3 separate regions of the Sus scrofa genome follow, and all the other regions are linked to region 1. The links are chromatin contacts, called in public promoter capture Hi-C and targeted proximity ligation maps. All regions are on one chromosome and are shown on one strand. The core of a region is the stretch at or near the end of the contact, and the rest is flanking DNA. Distances in the headings are between cores, read along the strand shown.

Region 1 (3,367 bases), core at 236-2,735:
AGGCTTGATCCCCAGCCTTGCTCAGTGAGTTATGGGTGTGGAGTTGCCACAAGCTTCCGTGAAGGTGTCAGCTGTAACACCAATGTGACCCCCAGCTGAGGAACTTCCATAAGCTGCAGGTGCAGCTGCATTAAACCAAAAACAACAGAACAAAACCCCTGTTCTACTTACCACCCCCAATATTTCTATTTCCTTGCTCCTGTCGTGAAGTTTCCCTAGGATTGGGTACCTCTCTCTTTAAAACCAGAAGCCAATAAAAACTGAACTCACCCTCTGATCCTGATGACAAATGCCAATTTGGGTTCCGCAGGTACATAGAAGTTGCCAGCTTTTCTTGCCATCCTAGCCATTCGAATCTCAGTTCTGTACATTTGCCTGTATTCCTTGTGATAGTGCTTGGCTTTTTCGTAGATAAGCTTCCTCCTTGCCTTTCGAAGCTGAAAACCAACACCAGTTACTCATCTGCTTTTTAGCTTCCACTCAAAATTAGCACTATCAGTTAAGTATAAACCCTTCCCTTGAACCTTTTTCCACAAAAGCATGTGCTGACATTCTAAAAGAGAGATGCTACAACCGATGCCACAAAAAAACTTACTTACCATCTTCTGGGCAAACTTCTTTCTCAGGCGCTTAATCCTAAGCTCTGCGAAATTCTTTCGCTTTTTCTTAAGGGTTTCTGGCACAGCAGGAACCTTCTTTTTCTTCTCTTTGACACTGCCAGACAAAACATTAACATTAATAGTTCGAACGCTCACAGCATCGCAGCATTCCCCTGTTCTATCTAAAACGCTGTCTCAACGCTATTAATGCCTGTGGCTCTAAATGTATTTTCAATTGCCGTAGCACGCCCTGTTGCGAGAAACAGATTTGAGGGAACTTCTGGGCCATTTTACCCTACTTTCAACACAGACCAAGAGTCACAAAAACAGTCAATTCAGACTTAATCTACCATCAGTTCCAGGCTCCCACAACAAAAATACAGACAGCTAAAATATGCGACTGATGCAAGACAATGACAGCGAACTACCAATCAATCTAAAAAGGTGTAAGAATCTCAAAACAAAACCTCAACTGCCGCCCCGGTTCAAGCCTCAAACTCCACATGCTGTAAGTAAAGGCCGGGGGGCAGGGACGCTTGGGGCAAACAGCAGCCACGGAAGAACCCAATTCAGAGGCTCTGAGTCTCCCTGAAAAGAAGGGAAACTGGACAACTGGTCAGTCCCGCACACATTCAGCGCTCACACCTTGCTCCTGGTGTTTCCAAAGCCTCCGCCCCAAGGCCGCCGGAATCTCATCTTAGCCTGAGACCACCGCTAGTGTCACACAGCGTCACAAACACCCATATAGGCTGGCAAAAGTACATGCTACAATCGGACCGGGGGAAAGGGAGACAAAAGGTCTCTGGTTTCGGGGATGGAGAAGGATTCTGGAGAAGACGAGGAGCAACTTACTCTGCGCCCTCCATGGTTCCAGCCGGGAAAGAGGAAGTTAGCGCATGCGCGCTGTCCACTTAAAGTCGGCGAGCGTGAAGCCCCACGACTCATAGGTGTCCCAGGATAAGCCAGAAAAGAATTCAGAAGTGAGAATTCGCCTTGCGGACGCAGAATTAAGAACTTCCTGATTCAGCGTCGTACGACCAAGTTTCGAGTAAAATTCTTATGGGAAAAATGAATGCATTGGTTAGACTCTTTAATCAATACGATGAGAGCAAAGAGTGCTGACGCCTAGACTATTTGGGGTCCTAGTCCCTAGGCTGCGTTGACAGAATACGGCTCGTATTCTACCCAGTAATATTGCAAATGACACGCCAACAAGGCGCGAACTACAAATCCCGGCATGCATCACTTTCGTTGCCCGTCCGGCGGGAGGGCAACACTTGACCGAGACTGTAGGGAACCACGGTGGTGGTGATTCCAGCCGGGGAAAGTGAGAGCCCTTTGGCCCACCTTCCAAAGGACCAACTACGATTCTAAGCCTCTCCGGCTTTTGATCGCCTTCTCGGCTCTTTCCCAACCCTAGTGGCAGACAGGCACGACGGTTGCCGCGCTGCTGAGGTCCTTCTCTTCGTTCCTTCAGCCCGCAGGGCTGTCTTCTGCAGCGCCTGATCGCAGGCGGGGCCGCCCAGAGCCCCCTGGTTAACCAAAGTGACGAGTCAGGGACAAGCGAGGACCCGACGGCCGGAGGAGGATGGCCGGGGCACTGCCGACCGTCGGGCTTGGCAGGCGGAGGCCGGGACACCCCACGGCAGGGGGCGTGAACCGCGAAGGGAGGTGCGAGGAGGGCTGGAGGCTGCAGCCACGGCCCTGTGAGAGGGGCTGCCCCGCCGCGGTTCGGCGGACGACGGGCGGGCGGGCTGGGGGCTGGGCCGGGGGCGGGGTGCGCCCGGGGCGGGGAAGGCCGAGCGGAGGGAGGGCCGATGCCGCCGCCGGCTCTTCCCGGTCGCGGGTTATATAGCGCGGAGTGTGGAGCCCTCTCAGAGGCGGCCGGGAGCGCTCCGACTTGCAAGCGGCGCTGTGCTCCGGAGCCCGGTGCCCGAGTGACAGCCGCGGGGAGTGCAGGGCAGGGGGACACGAGACCGCGGAGGCAGCTGCAAGCCGTTGCGGAGCGCTCGCCTGCGCGGAACGAGTCGCCCCTTCCAGGCGTTCCCGCTGCCCCGCACCCCACTCTCCCACCCTCTAGCAACTTGGGTTAAGTTGACAACTCCGCGGCGGCCGGCCGGCCCGTGCCGTCTCCGCTGTGCGCCCCTCCCCCGGGGTGAGAGGGAGCCGCAGCGCCGGCTCCGGGGGCGCTCGGGCGGCGGCAGCTTGGCCATGAGAGCCACGCGCGCCGCCTAACTCGCGGCTGTCACCGCCGCTGCAGCGGGACCGGCCGGCGGGGCGGGCGCTCCGGGACGGGCGGGCGGCCGCCGGCAGGAGGCGCCGAGTCGGGTGGCTGCGGCGGCGGGCACAGCCCGGGGCCACCGCGACGAGCCCGAGCGGGAGTGGCGCCGCGCACTCTAGCCCGGCGGGCACCTCGGGGGCGGGCGCGGGGCGCTGCCTTCTGTCCCGGCCGCTCTGACAAGCGCCCCGGGGCCGGGAACCGGGCTGCGCGGCACGGGGTGGGCGCGGACGCGGGCGCTGGGCTCCTGCGGAGACCCGGCCGTCGCGATGAACATCGTGGTGGAGTTCTTCGTGGTCACTTTCAAAGTGCTCTGGGCGTTCGTGCTGGCCGCGGCGCGCTGGCTGGTGCGGCCCAAGGAGAAGAGCGTGGCGGGCCAGGTGTGCCTCATTACGGGCGCCGGCAGCGGCCTGGGTCGCCTCTTCGCGCTCGAGTTCGCCCGGCGCCGGGCGCTGCTGGTGCTCTGGGACATCAACACGCAGAGCAACGA
Region 2 (3,367 bases), core at 257-2,756, 700 kb after region 1:
CTCTAGTCTGGGGACCTCCATATGCTGCAGTTGTGGCTGTAAAAAAAAAAAAAAAAAAAAAAAAGATTAAAAATCATAGCACCATTACCATCACTAAAACATCAGCCTCACCACCACCAATACTGTAAACAATGGCCATTTAAAAATACCTAAAACCTGGAGTTCCCTTCGTGGCTCAGCAGTTAACGAACCTGATTAGGATCCATGAGGATGTGGGTTAAGGATCCGGTGTCACACTGAGCTGTGGTGTAGGTCACAGATGTGGCTCGGATCCTGCATTGCTGTAGCTGTGGCGTGGGCCGGCAGGTGTAGCTCTGATTTGACCCCTCATCTAGGAACCTCCCTATGCAGGTGCAGCCCTAAAAAAGCAAAAAAAAACCAACCCCCCCCAAACCAAAGTAAAAACAAAACACGAAGACCTATAAGATATTGTGGGTCCTAGAGAAAAGAAGGGGGGCGTTCTAAATAGAAATGTGATTGTGGCTGATGTGCGGAAGACACATTTTCCTGTGTCAGATTCAATTATAATTCTGAAAGCCAAAAGAGGAAGCAATAATTCCAGGGAAAGGAAGTGAAGGGCTTCTATTTCCTCAGTGTTCACCAGTAGCCCTGATACTGCCGTGACCAATAATGAGAATAGCATGCTTTCAGATTTAAAGTACCTTCCTTCCTTCTGAGGTCCCAAATCCGTGCCCTCAACATCCTAAATAGTATTTAAGGTGAAGGTTTCAGCCATTTGGGCGAGTTACTCAGTTTTCCTGCGTTTCTCCCAGGTATACACATTATTAAACGTCTGTGTGATTTTTCTCCTGTTAATCTGTCTCACGTCAATTTAACTCACACCAGCCAGAAGAACCAAGAATGGTAGAGAAAAATGTATTCCTCTCCAACATTATCATATGAAAATACTGGCCTGATGCATTCAGATCTGCTGATTTTTTTTTTCAAGAGAAAGTACAAATTTGAATTTTTTGTGCAAAAAATTTAATCACAAAATGTTGGCGATTAATTTTAAAAGTTTAAAAGTACCCTGCGGGACAGACACTGTTGTATCTGCCAAACAACACTTGCACAGCCCCCCAACCTCAGTACATCAAAAGTGGAACTCATGGGAACTCAGCCTTAACGAACCAGACTGGTATTCAGGAGGATGCAGCTTTGATCTCTGGCCTCACTCAATGGGTTAAGGATCCAGCGTTGCTGTGAGCTGTGGTGTAGGTCGCAGACAAGGCTCAGATCCTGCGTGGCTGTGGTGTAGGCTGGCAGCTGTTACTCCAATTCAACCCCTAGTCTGGGAACTTTCGTATGCCATGGGTATAGCCCTAAAAAGGCACAAAAAATGGAACTCATTAGTCTGTATTCCCCATTTCAGTGAATGGGGCCACTGACAGCCAGGAGCTCAAGCCAGAGAAGGGTGAGCATCAGCTGCCCTCCTTCCTCTCCTTTACTCCTTACATCCGATAGGTGTCCCAGCGTGTGGATTCAGCCTCTGAAATCTCTGTTTGTCCCCTTGTTACAGCAGCTGCCCAGCAGCCCTGCGCCGCAGTGTACCACCTCTGGTGACAGCCCTGTGGCTGTAGCGTACCAGCTCCAGCAGCTCTGTGGCTGCAGTGGATCAGCTCTTTTACCCCACGAGAAACCAAGCGAGCACTCGGAGAGGTGGAGAACTCAGGTTTATTACGCCAGCGGGCTCAGAGGATATCGCTTCCTGGAGTCTGAGCCCCGAAGAAGGATTTCACAAGGCTTTTATGGGCTCCGTCTTCCTGGTCCATGCTTGGCTGGTCAGACCAGAGTGAGGTCAGGCAAGGGAGTAATTGTAGAAACAAGTTTACAGAAGTGGATGCGTGGGGGAGAGGTGGTTAGGGGCAGTTGGCTGGACTTTGCTTAGTCATCATGGCCGGGGTCTCTCTTTTCTACCTTTTTATTGGGACATTTTCTCCTACACCCTAACCTACTCTCATTGGCTTTGTTTAGGTTTTCACAATGTCTTTCTCAGTCTCTAGTTTCACCGAGTTCTAATCCCGTAGCAACCCGTCTAAAATAAAAAAATGAAGCAAGTCATTGCTCTGTGCAAGAAATTCCATTTTACCCTAGTACCTCTTGGGTAAAGTCGATGTGTGATTGCATGGCTCACAGCTCCTGTCTACATCTGCTTACTTATATGTCTTTGTAGACTGAAAAAAGAAAAGAAAAAAAAAAAACGACAAAAAAACCCCACAACATAAAGTTGAGAGTTATCTTTTATTCAGTTGCCTCACTGAAGACTAAAGCCCCGGTAGCTCTGAGGAGCTGTTTCAAAGCAATGCGTGATCTGAGCTGTGTCTGCCACCCACACCACAACTCATGGCAACTCTGGATCCTTAACCACTGAGTGAGGCCAGGGATAGAACCCCCATCATCATGGATACTAGTCGGGTTTGTAAGCCACTGAGACACAATGGGAACACCCTTTTCCCCCCGTTCTTGTTTATTTCTGGGTTGAATAGTGTCATCATATCATCACAGAATTCTGAAGTCATAAAGGAACTTAGACATTATCTACTTACATATGAGAACACAATACCAGGCAAGTTAAATGTAATCACAGCTAGCTTTAGTAGGCACATAGTGAAAAATATTGATCATTTGGTAGTCATTAATATAAGATCATGTTAATCATATATTGATTGATTAATAATGATAATTATTGTTAATTGGTGATTTCGGTTCAATAAATCACTGGTTTCTTTTTTTTTTTGTTTTGTTCGGCCACCAGCGGCATATGGGAGTTTCCAGGCCATCAAACCTGCGCCATAGCGGCGACCCGAGCACATGTAAAGGTGCTCAGTATCACTAATCATTAGACTGCAAATCAAAATCACAAAAAGATACCATCACCTACTAGGATGGCAATAATAATAATAATAATTAATAGTGAAAAAGAAGGTGTTAAGGATACAGAGAAGTTAGGACCTTCCTATATTGTTCCTGGAAATACAAAAATGGTGCAGCCACTGTGAAAACCAGTTGGCAGTTTCTCACAAAGCTAGTCATTGAATTACCATATGACCCAGCAATTCCACTCCAAGGTATACCCTACAAAATCAAAAACAGGGTCTCAAACAGATAACTGGTATACCAATGTTTATTTGCAGGCTTATTCATGATCACCAAAAGGTGGAAACAAGCTATCCACTCCTCATCAGTAGAGGAGTGGATAAACAAAATGTGGTATTTACATACAATGGAATATTATTCATCAAGAAGAATAGGGTTTTAGGAGTTCCCATCGTGGTGCAGAGGAAACGAATCTGACTAGGAACCATGAGGTTGCAGGTTTGATCCCTGGCCTTGCTCAGTGGGTTAAGGATCTGGCCTTGCTGTGAGC
Region 3 (3,367 bases), core at 327-2,826, 630 kb after region 1:
CACACTATAACTGAATCACTTTGCCGTAGAGCAGAAATTAACACATCGTAAATCAACTATACTTCAATAAATTTTAAAACTATTACTTTAGAACCTGATACATAGGACTGACTGTAACTTCTGACTACAAACAATTGCCTAATTACATTACAGAATTACCATAAGGTAATGAAATCAGCATCCTCCATTTAAAATAAATTTATCCATGTATATTTTGGAATGGTAGAGAGTTACTATGTTATCTCATACTTAACGGAAAAAAGAACAGTCATTTAAAAATTAAACATGAATCCCAAACTATCACTGGCAATAAGTAATTAATAACCAAGGTGACAAGGAACCATAGTTGTCTCCTTGCCACTGTGTCTCCACAATGAATGAACCAACGTGTGAACCGTGGATTGTATTATGAATTATATTACATTTATAACATAAACGAGATTAGAGATGTATCATTTTAGTCCGCTAAACGAAAAAGGAAATTAGTCGGGGATCAAAAAGCAAATTTGGCAGTGTGAAAATTAGGTTTTAAAACCCTAAAAGGATTTCGGTTGTTTCTTATACTGAAGGCGATGCAGAGTAGAAATGCTCGCACTGAAAACTCGAACTAGTTCCATCAGAGTAACTTAATGGCCACTGTACTTTACACGAGATACCGCCTTTCAGATGAGCCTGGGAGGCAGATGCACGACAGCCCCAAATCACCACGTCAGGCTGAGATCACCCGACAAGTTGCCCAAAAGATGAACTTCTCCGGGTCCCGCAGCTGCAAAGAGTGAAGGACCCTCTCCTGTGACTAGGAGCTGACTCCAAGAAAAGGACGAAATCTTGAGTGCACCCGGGGAAAGCAAAAAGGAAAAGCGACAGGGCTGCCATGCTACTCACTCCACCCTCCCCGCTCACAACCCCGAGGAGGCCCAGTCTCGCCGGCCGCCGCCCCTCCTTTTCCCTCTTTTCCAAGCCCACGGATCTGCGCCAGGAAAGGTCCCGCCGCCCTCCTCTCCCCTCCCCCAAACCAGGAGCTGAAGACGCCAGGGGGAGGTTAAGAGCTTCCGTTCCTTCCCCGCCCAAATGGGAAGAGGTGGGAAGTGAGGTTGCAAGCGAGCCCAGTACGAGCTTCCCTTGTCCCCCACGCGAACCCGGAGCTCCGGTCCCACCCCAGCCCGAGACTCACTCGTCAGCCCCGCAGCCACCGCAGCCACCGCACCGGGTCCCCGCGCACCGCCACAGCCCCTACACCAGGGCCACCCCCCCACCCCCAGCCGCCTGCCGCCGTGGGTTCCGGGGCAGTTAGAGGAATCACTTCCGCTGGGTCACGGACGCTTTCTACGACGCGCGGGAGATTAGTACCTGGCGAGGCAGGGACGCGCTGAGTCCGTCGCTTGCCGGCGTCCACAGGAAGTGTGCAGCGCCCCCTCCCTTCACCCCCAGGCCAGCCTGGAAGGACGGCGGTCCTCGGCAAGTCTCAACCAATCCTATTCTGGGTATTCTGATTCCCAGCATGCAGCACCGACCCCGATCTGATTGCGGAGGGTTAGAGCATCCTCAAGAAGGTGGTGGGAGAGGAGAGGGGAGGGGGGTGGAGGGTGGAGGGGGGGGGCCTGAGGCAGCACTGCATCTCGGGATTTGTAGTTTCCCTGGAGGGTACTGTCGTGATTGGCCGAGGCAGCACTGCATCCTGGGACTTGTAGTTCCTCACGCTGAGTTTTGCTCTTAGTTATTTTGGAGGTTGTCCCAGCTTCTCATTGGGGCTGCGCCTGGAGGTCGGAGACTACCTTTAGAGGAAAGGTTGCAGAGTGGGAGTGTAGTTTCTTTCCTAACAAGAACGTGTTCTTTATGGAACAGCTTCGCTCTTTTCTGAAAAGTTGTAGAGCTTGTTGAAGAGCATCTCAGCTCGCGAAATCGCTGGCCTCATTTCCTCTCTTCCCGGTATCTTTCAGTGTTTACCGAAAACTAACCACGCCCTCCACCCCCGCTCTGGGGCCTTTCCCCCACCCCCTGTCCACCTCCCAGCCACCGGGGTGCTCAGCTTCTGGATTCTGAAGTTACTCTGACACCAGCTTTGTCACTCCACGCCCCCTCTGCTTCTCCTTCCTCGAGCTCTCTGGGCGGTGCGCTCTCCCCTCAACACCCATTCGCCTATTCTCTTTACAGATTTTACCTCCACTTCAGATGGGATTATGTCTTGATAAACCCATGGGAAGTTGAAAATATTGTAAGTGGAAAATGCATTTAACAGGCCTAACATACCCAACATAGTTCAGCCTAGCCTACCTTAAAACGTGGTTAGAATGCTTACATTAATTTACAGTTAGGCAAAAATCATCTAATGCAAAGCTTTTTTATAACAGTGTTGATTATCTCATGTAATTTATTGATTATTGTACTGAAAAGGAAAAACAGAAGGGTTGTAAAGGTATTTTTTACCCTCTTGACTGGGTGGCCGATTAGGACCTTCAACATGGAGGGAGAGAGTATCATACTGCATATGGGTAACCCAAGAAAAGATGAAAATTCAAAACTATGTGTGGTTCCTACTAAGTATGTGTAGTTTTCATACCATCATCAAGTCGAAAAATCGTAGGTTGAACCACTTTAAGTCAGAGCCGTCTCTACTTGCTTTCCCGTGGTGAAATTCAGGCACCCTTCCAGGAAGGGTGAAACAGCTAAATAAAGTTCACCCTCTGTTTACCAGACAGTGGCACGAAAGGAATGTAGGGCCAAGACTCTCACCATTACAAGTTGCTCAACTAGGACTGTTGTGTAACAGTGTCCGCAAAAGGAAAACAGATATAGGCAATCCAAAGTTTATTGACCCAATTAACGCTTTGGGCCTGAAAGACATTTTTAGTTGATTGGGCAGATAAAAAGTATTCAAAGCTTTTGTAAAAATTATTAAACAGTTTTTTAGATTATGATAGTAGCTCAGAATAGAGTTTGGTGGGGAGAAGAGGAGGCTGTGGGCTCATTTTCTTTTTTCTTTTTTTTTTTGTCTTTTGTCTTTTTTTAAGGCTGCACTCACTGCCTGTGGAGGTTCTCAGGCTAGGGTTCCAATCAGAGCTGCACCTGCCAGCCTATGCCACAGCCATAGCAACACCAGATCTGGGCCACGTCTGTGACCTACACCACAGCTCACGGCAACACCAAATCCTTAACCCACTGAGTGAAGCCACAACCTCATGGTTCCTAGTCGGATTCATTTCCACTGCACCACGAGGGGAACTCCTTTGGGCTCTTTTTCAATTATACCTTTACTCCTTTATTCAGAAGTGTTGTTTTCTCTCCTTATAACTTCCCCTTTTCTTCTCTGCATTATTGCCTTCTTAAAAGATCTCTATAGTAATTGCTTAATGATAGAATTTTCCAG

The links. Promoter capture Hi-C pulls out the DNA fragments that hold promoters and counts their contacts.
Region 2: a targeted proximity ligation map of alveolar macrophages shows a contact between it and region 1. A contact is called at or near these places in 5 of 47 Hi-C or Micro-C datasets (embryonic fibroblasts, fetal skeletal muscle, omental adipose tissue and 2 more) and 1 of 2 datasets of targeted methods (alveolar macrophages).
Region 3: a contact with region 1 is called in a promoter capture Hi-C map of liver, with 7 times the contacts expected there. A contact is called at or near these places in 2 of 5 promoter capture datasets (fetal liver and liver), 5 of 47 Hi-C or Micro-C datasets (embryonic fibroblasts, epiblast stem cells, heart right ventricle and 1 more) and 2 of 2 datasets of targeted methods (alveolar macrophages and skeletal muscle).

The regions. Positions count from the first base shown.
Region 1 is chr4:62,600,548-62,603,914 of Sscrofa11.1, reverse strand. It overlaps RPL7 (ribosomal protein L7), which reads right to left and starts at 1,485. Exons shown (of 7, transcript NM_001113217.1): 1 at 1,452-1,485; 2 at 600-714; 3 at 271-437. The coding sequence starts at 1,465. RDH10 (retinol dehydrogenase 10) reads left to right here and starts at 2,934. Exons shown (of 6, transcript XM_021089230.1): 1 at 2,934-3,367. The coding sequence starts at 3,147.
Region 2 is chr4:61,905,515-61,908,881 of Sscrofa11.1, reverse strand. No RefSeq gene overlaps it. Among named protein-coding and RNA genes, the nearest start is that of LY96, 43 kb to the left of the region's middle.
Region 3 is chr4:61,969,312-61,972,678 of Sscrofa11.1, reverse strand. ELOC (elongin-C) reads right to left here and starts at 1,576. Exons shown (of 4, transcript XM_001927321.6): 1 at 1,351-1,576.